Regions from separate parts of the Zea mays genome. Here regions 2 and 3 are each linked to region 1. A link is a contact called in public Hi-C data. All regions are on one chromosome and are shown on one strand. The core of a region is the stretch at or near the end of the contact, and the rest is flanking DNA. Distances in the headings are between cores, read along the strand shown.

Region 1 (3,709 bases), core at 719-3,218:
GGGTGATAAAAGATGGCTAGTGTAGGCCAAGTGCTTGAACTAGGATAGAAAGAACTCTAGATGCATGTAATAACTTAACCTGATAATAAAACTGAAATTTTAAGGATCCACTATTAGTAAGCATTTATGCAAACAGAGTCTTTGATCCTTGATTAGCTTTACCTTGATTCCCACAAGCCAGCATATCCTTGAGAGTCTTTTCCTTTGTCTGGTAAGACTTGCGAAAGTACACTCCGTACTCAGGGTTTTCGAACCCATGTTGTTGTATGTGATGAAATAGCATAGTTTTGTTGTTTCTGCTCAAAGGTGGTGCCAAAGGAGGAGGCTAATCAGGAAACTGTTTGGGGAGGATGTGTTGCCTACCAGTTTAAAACACTAAGCTTTTGTGTGGGAAGATGTTTTACCTCCCTATTTTGTAATAATAAGTTATGCACTCATGACACCCGGTATTGTAATAATACTCTCTCTATATATTTTATTAATGTAAATTATGTTATTGTAATCCGCTTTCGCTATTTTCATACTCCGGCTATGTGTGTAATGTCTGTGTGATGGGTGAAGCGCTCCTGGGCAATATGATGATGATACAGATGACCGAACTTGTCGAGTGATTACATGCATCTACATGGTTGTCCGAGGTCCTTAGGACAAGGTCATCTATAGGTGGGCCTAATACCTTGGGAGGTTCCGTGATAGAGTTCCTCGGTCACTTGTTTGTCTATTCGCGATAATACAAACAAAGAATACAGGGACAAAATTAACATTACACCAAACATAAGAACAAACTGCACAATATTATCCTACGCGTCGAGACAAAACCGTAGGTTCGAGAACCACTAAAATCAGAGTTCAAATGGATAACTTATGAATTTTCTAAAGTTTTTAGATTTATTCTTATACTACAAAGCATTTTCCATATTTTTTTGTTCATATAAATTGACGACATGGACTGCGGGTCATTGTCTCAGTAAAGCTAGGGGTTAAATTGTAAAAATAAGGATATGTTTGTATTAAACCTTGAGTTGGCATGGACGACAGGTTTATTTGAATATTTGTCAGGGGCTCTTTAATAAAATCGCCCAACGAAGGGATATGGGATGATCTGTGCCGCTGGATATGAAGTGGTCGATCCTGATTAGAACTTCTCCTCAACGAATCGGTATGATTCCTGGACCCTCGGATCTGTGATCTACGGTCTGGATTCTAAGTGGTGGAGATCAACTCGTATCCATTCGATCTAGATTCTATGGTTTGGATTAAATCGCGCAAAGGGGTAGGTAAAATCTAATCCTAGCCATTTAGGATTAGATCAACTACGCATACAATCTTGCCCCCCTCCGATCTCCACGGCCATGGCCAGAGCAAACCCATTACGATGCTCCCGACCCCAATCTATGCTATGAACTGTCCTATGTGATGCCCGAGACACGACGAACGTTCTGGTAGAGGACTTACTAGCTATAGCACGGTAGAGAAGGTAGCCCGCGGCGAGGGGCGGCGCCGCGGAACAATCCAACTCCCACGAGCAATTCATGAACCTCCAATGACCTTCGCGACCGATGGTTGGCTTGGACGTGTCCTACGATTATTGGCAAACGTCTGTGACTCCTCCTCGGGCACCGAACGTCAGCGGACGTGGGATGAGGGTGTGATGGCTTTGGTTCTCTCTCTCTGACTTCATTTTGTGGTGGCAGTGGCGCTGGACAAAGGGGTTGCTCGAGCCTCCAGTTTGTTGGGCAAATCGGGCGCGACCCCGACTGACTTTATACCCTAGAAAACCATCTAGTTGGTGCCAAGAAAGCGTAACGACCCCACTGATCCCGGGATGGCGGTTGCAGCACACGGCACGATGCGGTGATGAGATGCCTGACAAGGGGCCCAAGTGCGTGCGACCGGCTATGCGAGGGCACGAGCGTATGGAAATGAGTGGTCACCCCCGCTGGTCAGCCAGCACGAGTCTTGGAAAGACTAAAAGGCTGAGCCAACCTATAGGCGCACCACGACGTGCGGCGGTCGTATGGGCCGGCTAGTGTGGGAGTGAATCTTCTATTGGGACGAAAGCGAGGACTTCGGCCCAGCCAGGGCACTTTCTATTTTTCTTTTTTTGTTTTTGTTTACTATTTTCAGCTTTTGAATGTAGATTCAAATAAAGTTTTGTTTTATCAAAGTTTTCAATCCAATGCAACACATCAAAAGACTCAGCATGAGGTGCAATTATAAATTTTTATTTATCTTTTGCTAAGTAGTTTGATTTTTTAGGCATGAGGATTTATAAAGTGAATAAACAAAAGAACACACATATCACTCATATTTGATATTCCCATTCTTCTATACATTTATATTTTTGGGTATTACACAAGTGCAACATTGTGCGACGCGGACGACGTGTGCCATAACTTACCACGTCCCTGGTCATCCGCGACATGCAAACAACACTCCAACAAGACTACAGATTGATGTCTACGTGATCTGCACTAAATAGATCGGGTCATGCTATCAGCTTGCCTCGACTTGTTATTTATAACCCTCTCCCTTTAACTATAAAAGGGAGAGGGTGTCCCAGTGTAGAGGTTCCCTTTTTAGACATTCCCGCTCTCAGGCTCTCATAGTCATCGTTGTGCTAGTCATTTAGCCACTTCCAAGCAATACAAACCACCCAAAAGAGTACATAGGGTATTACACTTTGGTGGCTCGAACCTCTCTACACAGTTGTCTCCTTCGTGGTGTCCTCATGTTTGTCGTGATCTCTCCCAAGTTACCTGGGTAGGGCCCAACCGACCATGAGAGTTGATATCGTGACATAGCCTAACCCCAGCCGAACCTAAACAGGGGCACTTTCTTGTATCCCTGACTGTCAGACAACGACAGCTAGCGCACCAGATAGAGAGCTCGCTTGGCATGTCTTTGCAACATCTTCATGCCTAGTCGTGAGCCCAAGGTTGTCGGTGAGGACCACAGTAACCACTATGACACCGCGTCTCACAACCCTGATCAACATGCATCCTTGTTGAGTTCATGTTCATGCCTCTGTCCGTGGTCCCAACTCTTGCGCCTTTGGCACACTGGAGCTGGAGCATCGCCCCTAGTTGGGGAAGCGCCACCTAGGTCCTATGATGTCCCATCACACGCCTCCTCAAAAGATCGACACCTCCAACGCCTAGAACCCTGGTGGACCGAGGCCAGGCCAAAAGGCCAGGCATTGGGTCGTCTCTACGGCAGCAATGGCAGGTCCGTACCACTCCATCTATAACATTCAATGTCGCCTCGACTTCAGGGAGCCCCAACAGCGCTAGGCCCCTTGCAGCTGCGTAGCGTTGCTTCATGACCCCGGGCCCAAGCGTAGGTCTTGAGGCCGAGCAATAGAAGCATTGTGTTTGGTACAATTTCTGCTTAAATCTACCGAGAAGCTCTATACCGTCAAACATGCCATGTGTATTGATCACGTGCATCCAAATTATTAAAGGCACCCTTTGTATATACATTTCGTCAAACAGCTTAGCTCATTCGCTAGCATCCAACTGCCCTCATTCAATTTCCTGTGCAGAACACTGGAAACTGATAAATAAACTTCGTGGCTGTCGGAATGGGCCAGGTAGCATGCATGCCCCAGTTGTTACTACTACTACTACTCGTAGTAGCAGCATTCTCCACGTGCGCTTATCTTATAATCATCTCTTGTTACATGATTTATTTTGGTGTACGATTTCTA
Region 2 (3,756 bases), core at 478-2,977, 550 kb after region 1:
CTTGCCACCATTTTCCTCAGCTTGGTTTTCAGATCCAACAGATAAAGGTGCAACTGGAGGAGGTGCTCCATACGTAGGTGGAGCATATGGATGAAGTGCTCCATACGGAGGTGGAGCATATGGAGCATAAGGAGGTACTCCATACGGAGGTGGAGCATATGGAGGAGGGGCGTATGGAGGTATCTGGAAAGAAGCTTGACTTCCGTCCGCAGCAGGTGGGGGAGGGGCATACGGACGTACCGGGAATGAGGCTTGAATTCTGGCTTGAGAAGTTGAAGGTTGACTATATGAAGACAACGGATATTGATACAAATGATAGGGATAAGGGTATGGTGGTGGACGTGCAGCCGGAAATAATGCACGGGGGAGTGAGGCTAAAACATCGGAGCGACGATGTAGTGAAGAAGACTCATCTAACAGAAGGGTTGTAGGTGACCCATCGGACTGCAAGAGATCCGTGAAGGTGTTCAAATCTGGGGACCAACCCGACATTGTGTGAAGAAAGAGGAGTTTGGAAGAGAAAAATGAGATGAAATGGTGTGTAGAATGAGCTCCACCTGGGTAGGGGTATATATAGAGGGATTGGGGATGAAATTTGTGATTTTTTGCATTTTTTTCGAATTTTTTGGACTCCAAACGGTCAAAAACGGCTAGTTGCAACGGCTAGCACACGTGGACCAATCGGATCGCGACACATGGACCAATCAGATCGCGCCACGTCGCTCTCGCCCCGCCAGTGCCTCGCCTCCCTCTCGCCCGCATCTCGCCCGGGCGGGCGCTCCAGCGCGGGCGAGAGCGAGGCGATACCGCCCGCTCTCGTCGGGCGCGAGCGCCATCGCCCGGCGCCGGCCTCTCGCCCACCTCTCGCCCGCGCGCGAGCGGCAGCGGCCTCTTCTCGCCCGCGCTGCAGCCCGCACTGCCACCAGCCTTAATACACATCTTCCTATTACAGGTGGGCTTAATTGGTGACCCACTGTGGGCCGAACACAGCCGGGTTTGCCTTGCGCACCCTTCCGCTCCTGCGTAGCCTATCAACTTGCACATCATCGTGCTCCTGTCTTGCTTCTGATTCAGCAAGGTAGTGTTTGGTTGAAGAGCCAAGTAGAACGGAGCCGTTCTGTCCTAGTTTTGTTGCTGTTTGGCTACAAAGTAACTAGAACGGAATGACTCCAATTAGGGAATATTCTCCTCAGATCCGGAACCATTCCGCTCCAAAAAAATCAACCGGACGGAGCCGCTCCGTTCTCATCCCGCTCTCACAGTCACGCTCTGTTCCGTTCACTCTGCAACCAAACAAAAAACAGAGCCGCTCCGTTCCAGATTACCAAACACAGAACAGAGCGACTCCGTTCCTAGAATCAGGAATGGAACGGCTCCGTTCTACTTGGCTCCTCAACCAAACACTACCAACTGAAGAAGCAGTGCTGACAGTGTGTGTCTGCGACTCTACTTCCAGGAGCTCGCTGTGTGTGAATGTCGTCGGTCGAGAACACGATGGCGATGAGTGACGCGACGTGAACCTCGAAGGAGTAAGGTACAGCGAGTGAGAGTGAGAGGGCGCCCTTGCCAAAAGTGTGATCTGAAGCCCAGCCGAGTGACCAAGTAGCATTACAGGCCCACCTGACCACTTGACCAGCAAACTGCAAACCAACCCTAAAGCCACCGATCCGACGGCGGGGATCGACCGATCAAACCACAAAACCCTACCCCTGGCCGCCCCTTTTTTATATAAAAGGATCGCCCTCCGCGCGCCGCCGCTCCTTCGCAAACCCTCCTACCCCATTCCGCCGCCCGCCCCGCGACCCCGAGGAGGAGGCAAGATGAAGACGATCCTGGCGTCGGAGACGATGGACATCCCGGAGGGCGTCACAGTGACGGTGGCGGCCAAGCTGGTGACGGTGGAGGGCCCCCGCGGGAAGCTCACCCGGAACTTCAAGCACCTCAACCTCGACTTCCAGCTGCAGGAGGGCGGCCGCAAGCTCAAGGTGGACGCATGGTTCGGCACCCGCCGCACCATGGCCGCCATCCGCACCGCCATCTCCCACGTCCAGAACCTCATCAAGGGGGTCACCAAGGGCTACCGCTACAAGATGAGGTTTGTCTACGCCCATTTCCCCATCAACGCGTCCATCACCAACTCCAACACCGCCATCGAGATAAGGAACTTCCTCGGCGAGAAGAAGGTACACCCTACACACATATCTCTGTTTCGTGCGTGCGTCGAAGCAGATCAGATCTGGGAGGTTGCGATGTGTTCTGACCTGTGTCTGTCTGACTGCTTGGTGGTGATCCCGGGGTCGATCAGGTCAGAAAGGTGGACATGCTTGACGGCGTGACCATCCTCCGCTCCGAGAAGGTCAAGGACGAGCTTATTCTCGATGGCAACGACGTCGAGTTAGTCTCTCGCTCCGCCGCCCTCATCAACCAGGTGAATCCCGGCTTGCTTCGCTCATCATCTCTTACTATTACACATGAACCATTACATATGAGGTTGCTGCTGCTATATGCAGTGTCTGGTGTGCTTTGATGTGGTAGATCGTGAACCTTGCATTTATAATTGCTCTGCTATGAAGCAAGTGCCGCTGTTTAGTTAGTTAAACCTTAGCATTCCAAATAGTTAAACCTTAGCATTCCGATTGGAATGCCGACTTGCCGAGGTTTAATCATATTGGCTGCCCTTAAATGTTAATGAGCCAGGTGGTTTTGGCTTCAAATATGTAGGCATATCACATTTTTAAGGTGACATGGCATTATCTAGTGCGCCAAGATCAAATACAAACAAGAACTCAAGCACCGTCTTATATGTAAAGATATATGTCCATCGTCCATCCATTTGTTAAGCAATTTTTGTCTATGGTTAGTGTGCTCTCAACAAGTCAGTAGGCATTTTATAGGCTCGCTGTGGGTTGTATTTGGTAATACTGACCACCTCTTGCTCATGCCATGATATTTTACACATGGCATGTCTTGGTTCTTGTTTGTGTTTTGATCTTTGATTTGATCTCAAGTACATCATTTGTTTTTACTAGCTTTGTCTTTCAGATTTTGCTGTTATATAATTCACGTTACTATAGCGGATTGATGTGCTACTGAACATTTTCTCTCCATTTCTCTACAGAAATGCCATGTCAAGAAGAAGGATATCAGGAAGTTTTTGGATGGTATCTATGTGAGCGACAAGGGTGTGATCGAAGAGGAGCAGTGAGGGACAATTAGTTGTTATCGTTTGAGTTGGAATTATTGTTTGGTTTGCAATTTTCTCAAGGTGAACTTTGTAATCGGTTAGGATGTGTTGTGGACCATTATCTTATCCTACAATATTATCGTATCTGTTTAAGAATATGAAGCTTGTTTATCATTTCCTAAAAGGATCTGGTCGACGAGGTTACTAAAACAGGTGAAGGTTAAAGGTTTAAACGTAGCTTTAAACAATATAGTAAAATATTAATATATTATAGTTTCAGACAATAATATGAAGCTAAATACCAAACAATCAACATTGTTCACATAATAATATTCTGCAAAATGATATCTCTACAACTGGTCAACTGCACAAGTTCAACTAATAGTAAGTTGACAAACGCAAACAAAATAGAATGAAATCTATAAACATAACAAAAAAAGCAAATAGAGTGGAATGCAATGTTCACAAAATCAAGCACACAAGCGTTATCTAGTCTCCCTTTATTATATGTTAATAACCATCATCTAAATCATCTATAACTAACTTCATCCTTGTCTAATTTGTTGCTTATC
Region 3 (3,560 bases), core at 697-3,196, 670 kb after region 1:
TTTTTAATTCTGATATGTCTTCTTTGGAAAGTTGTTGGCCGCCCAGGTGTTGTAGGTCGAAATTCATACATTCCAAAGAGGTTTCTTCAATTTTCTTCCCCTTATCAGAAGCCATTGCGGCTACATCTCTCTCTGCAACCACATCTGATATGAGTCCGTCGATTTCTGACAGGGTGGTTGCGAGATTCTCGGCTTCGGATGTGGCGGTAGCTTTGGCATCGGTGGGTATAGCAACTTTGCCTGCCGAAGCTGAGGGTGGGGTCCGTTCAATAGCTTCCATTATGTTCACATACGCCATTTCTTTTGACCCCCATTATTCCACTCGCCAGCCGAAGCAGTTTCCCTTGACTGCAAGAGGCCAGTCAGATCCAACCTTAGAGGACTAAGCAGTGCAAATGGGAAAGGTTCAGTCATTACCTTCAAAATCTCCGAGACCTCAGCAGCAGAAGACAAAGAAGGGCTCATAGCCTACTTCGTCACATCTTGTACCTTCGTCTCCTCAGAAGATATCTTGACAAGAGTGCGTCGAGGCGAACCAAATTCGTGTGTAGCGCATGGCCGTCAGATCAAAATTCCAGGAGTTAGTCCATTTCGTCCCCAGCTAAGTGGAAAGGCTCTATGTATCTATGGTAGTTTAGACTAGTGAAATAACCCTCTACAAATAGATAGGTGGGTTGTTGTAAACAACCATCTCTTTGTCTATCTCTCTTTTGGCTAGCTCATTTATATTTAGAAAACCCTAATTTCATTCTCTAGTTTTCGCAGTAGTTTAGCCTGAGATCCGCAGATGATTTGACTCTACATGTGTGTCTTTGTAATCTTCACCTCGTCGTTCAAAGGAAAGGTGGCCAGATCCATCCATAGGATTTGTTGAATCATGTGCTCTATTTTGTTTTTGCTGCAGTTTTGATTTGATTTTGTTCTTGCTCTCTTCTCTTTCATTTTCTCTTTGGATTGTGGAATAACCTTCGAGTTCTTGAGTTGGAGATTGTTTTGAAGTTTTTCTCTGGGTTTGATTCAGACCTTATACCACTAAGAAACTCTGGTTGCACAGTTTTTTGGTTGTGGATTGATTTCAAAGGCAAAACCCCAACAAAACCCTAAGTATGTTTGTATTTTCTGATCTGCGATTGATTTAAAAATTCATTTGAATTCAAAATTTGTGGAGACCTTGGAAACTCATTTGTTAAGGTGTGTGTAGAATTTCAGCTTAAGCGGAGTCTGTTTGGTTCAGTTTCACATTCGAAAAATGAATTTGGAGCTGCTGAAAACGGCAATAGATAGCGATACGATTTTGGGCAGATTCGGACTTTTCTGTGCCAGATACACGATATGTTCGTTTTGTTGGCCTTGTGTTAATCTTAAGAATATTTTGAAATAATAAGATCACCGGTTGGCTGACGCGCTTTTGGTTTGAGCAATTTCTTTATCTCGATTGAAGCTAAGTGCATAATTTTAATTCTTAGCAGCAAAACTTGATTGGCTTCCATTTACCTCCATGTGGTCACCTCACTGGTACTTCACACAATGCCAATGCAATGCACCAGCCGACGAAGCACCAACAGCACTTCACCAAATAATATGTATACTACCGAGTATTGACTACTAATTCGCGTGCACCAGCTAACTGAAACTAAAGTTTTTACATAGGAGCCTTCACTAAGCCGATATAAAGTACAAGCAATTAACCTTTTTCACAAACAAGTAATTAAGCGAAAGTTATTAAGAGCGTACATAATTCTTCTGTAGCTGCAAATGACATGCATAAGTACGCCGGACCGGTGAAAAGCGATCAGGCAACCGAAAGAGCTAGTCAGTAAAAGATACATGCTTTACCACTGGTACTGCATTAATTAATGAAGGAGCTAGTGCTGAACAGTGCGGCAAGGACTCCTATAAATTGGCTGCCGTGCCGCTACCATCCAATCCACTCCACTCCATCATCCCGTGCCTCACGAGTCACGAGTCACTCCAGGTCCAGGCTGAGCAGCAATGGCGCCGCGAACGCTCGGCCTCAACGCGGCCCCGCTCCTCCAGGTACGTAACGTAACTCACTGCCCCGAAACTCTCACCGCGTTCGTTCGTGGCGGCCGCGTGCGTGTTCCTTCTTCCTCCTGCGCTAGCTGCGCGGTTCTGCTCTTCAGTACTCCTCTTGTCCTGACAGATCTCATCTAGCTCCCAGCTGAAAGTTTCACGCCTTTCCGGTCATTATGTGCGCATGGAGGTGCTGAAAAGAAAAGTGCCGTCTTTTTGCCTCACAAACCAGAATGTTTTTTTTTTCAATTCAAGATCAGAATTTTTTTCCCCAGTCCACCGAACCAGATCGATCAGGTCATGTATGTGGTAGCAGCCAGTTGTTGATCTGAAGCACACTCCTGTTTCCTGGAACAGATTCTGCGGTCCCTGTGCCTCCTGGCCCTCGCCGCGGCGGCGGCGGTGTCCGGGCGGCGCCACGGGGCCTCCCCGGCGCGCGGCAGCGGGCAGAGCATGTACCTGGCGCCGGCCTGCCGGGCGCACACGGCGTCGGTGGCGGACTTCGGCGGCGTGGGCGACGGCACCACTTCCAACACCGCGGCGTTCCGGTCCGCGGTGGACCACCTGTCGCAGTACTCGGGCGAGGGCGGCGGCGGTGGCATGCTGTACGTGCCCGCGGGCAAGTGGCTGACGGGCCCCTTCAACCTGACCAGCCACTTCACCCTCTACCTCCACCAAGACGCCGTCATCCTCGGCTCCCAGGACGTAGGCGAGTGGCCAATCGTGGATCCCCTGCCTTCTTACGGAAGAGGGAGGGACAAGGTCGGAGGGAGGTTCGCTAGCCTCATCGGCGGATCGAACCTGACCGACGTAGTCATCACTGGCAGCAACGGGACGATCGATGGGCAGGGCGCCATGTGGTGGTCCAAGTTCCACAAGAACCAGCTCAAGTACACGCGCGGCTACCTCATCGAGCTGATGCACTCGGACACCATCTACATCTCCAACCTGACGCTGCTCAACTCGCCGGCGTGGAACATCCACCCAGTCTACAGCAGCAACATCGTGGTGCAAGGCATCACCATCCTGGCGCCGACCAACTCGCCCAACACCGACGGCATCAACCCAGACTCCTGCTCTCACGTCCGCATCGAGGACTGCTACATCGTGTCGGGCGACGACTGCGTGGCCATCAAGAGCGGCTGGGACGAGTACGGCATCTCGTACGGGATGCCCAGCCAGCACATCGTCATCCGCCGCCTCACGTGCGTGTCCCCGACCAGCGCCGTCATCGCGCTGGGCAGCGAGATGTCGGGCGGCATCCAGGACGTGCGCGCCGAGGACATCACGGCGATCAACACCGAGTCCGCCGTGCGCATCAAGACCGCCGTCGGCCGCGGCGCCTACGTCAGGGACGTGTTCGCGCGCCGGATGACGCTCACCACCATGAAGCGGGTGTTCTGGATGACGGGCGACTACAAGTCCCACCCGGACGACAAGTACGACCCCAACGCCGTCCCCGTTGTCGCCAACATCAGCTACCAGGACGTGGTGGCCACGGGGGTCTACAAGGAGGCGGCGCGCCT

What was found. A called contact is a pair of places that touch in the nucleus more often than the background predicts.
Region 2: a Hi-C map of leaf shows a contact between it and region 1, with 2.1 times the contacts expected there. The contact joins the promoter of LOC100284304 here to the enhancer-like site in region 1. A contact is called at or near these places in 2 of 25 Hi-C or Micro-C datasets (ear and leaf).
Region 3: a contact with region 1 is called in a Hi-C map of ear, with 2.4 times the contacts expected there. The contact joins the promoter of LOC100284797 here to the enhancer-like site in region 1. A contact is called at or near these places in 2 of 25 Hi-C or Micro-C datasets (ear and leaf).

The regions. Positions count from the first base shown.
Region 1 is chr6:66,076,515-66,080,223 of Zm-B73-REFERENCE-NAM-5.0, reverse strand. No RefSeq gene overlaps it. Among protein-coding and RNA genes, the nearest start is that of LOC100272976, 24 kb to the left of the region's middle. Within about 2 kb of position 1,968, at least 16 of the 20 cell types and tissues checked have an H3K27ac peak or open chromatin away from gene starts, as enhancers often do. A contact at or near this core is called in ear and leaf, where this site is marked.
Region 2 is chr6:65,527,233-65,530,988 of Zm-B73-REFERENCE-NAM-5.0, reverse strand. LOC100284304 (60S ribosomal protein L9-like) reads left to right here and starts at 1,727. Exons shown (of 3, transcript NM_001374378.1): 1 at 1,727-2,183; 2 at 2,306-2,428; 3 at 3,119-3,355. The coding sequence starts at 1,821. The coding sequence ends at 3,205.
Region 3 is chr6:65,406,340-65,409,899 of Zm-B73-REFERENCE-NAM-5.0, reverse strand. LOC100284797 (glycoside hydrolase, family 28) reads left to right here and starts at 1,946. Exons shown (of 2, transcript NM_001157692.1): 1 at 1,946-2,037; 2 at 2,392-3,560. The coding sequence starts at 1,993.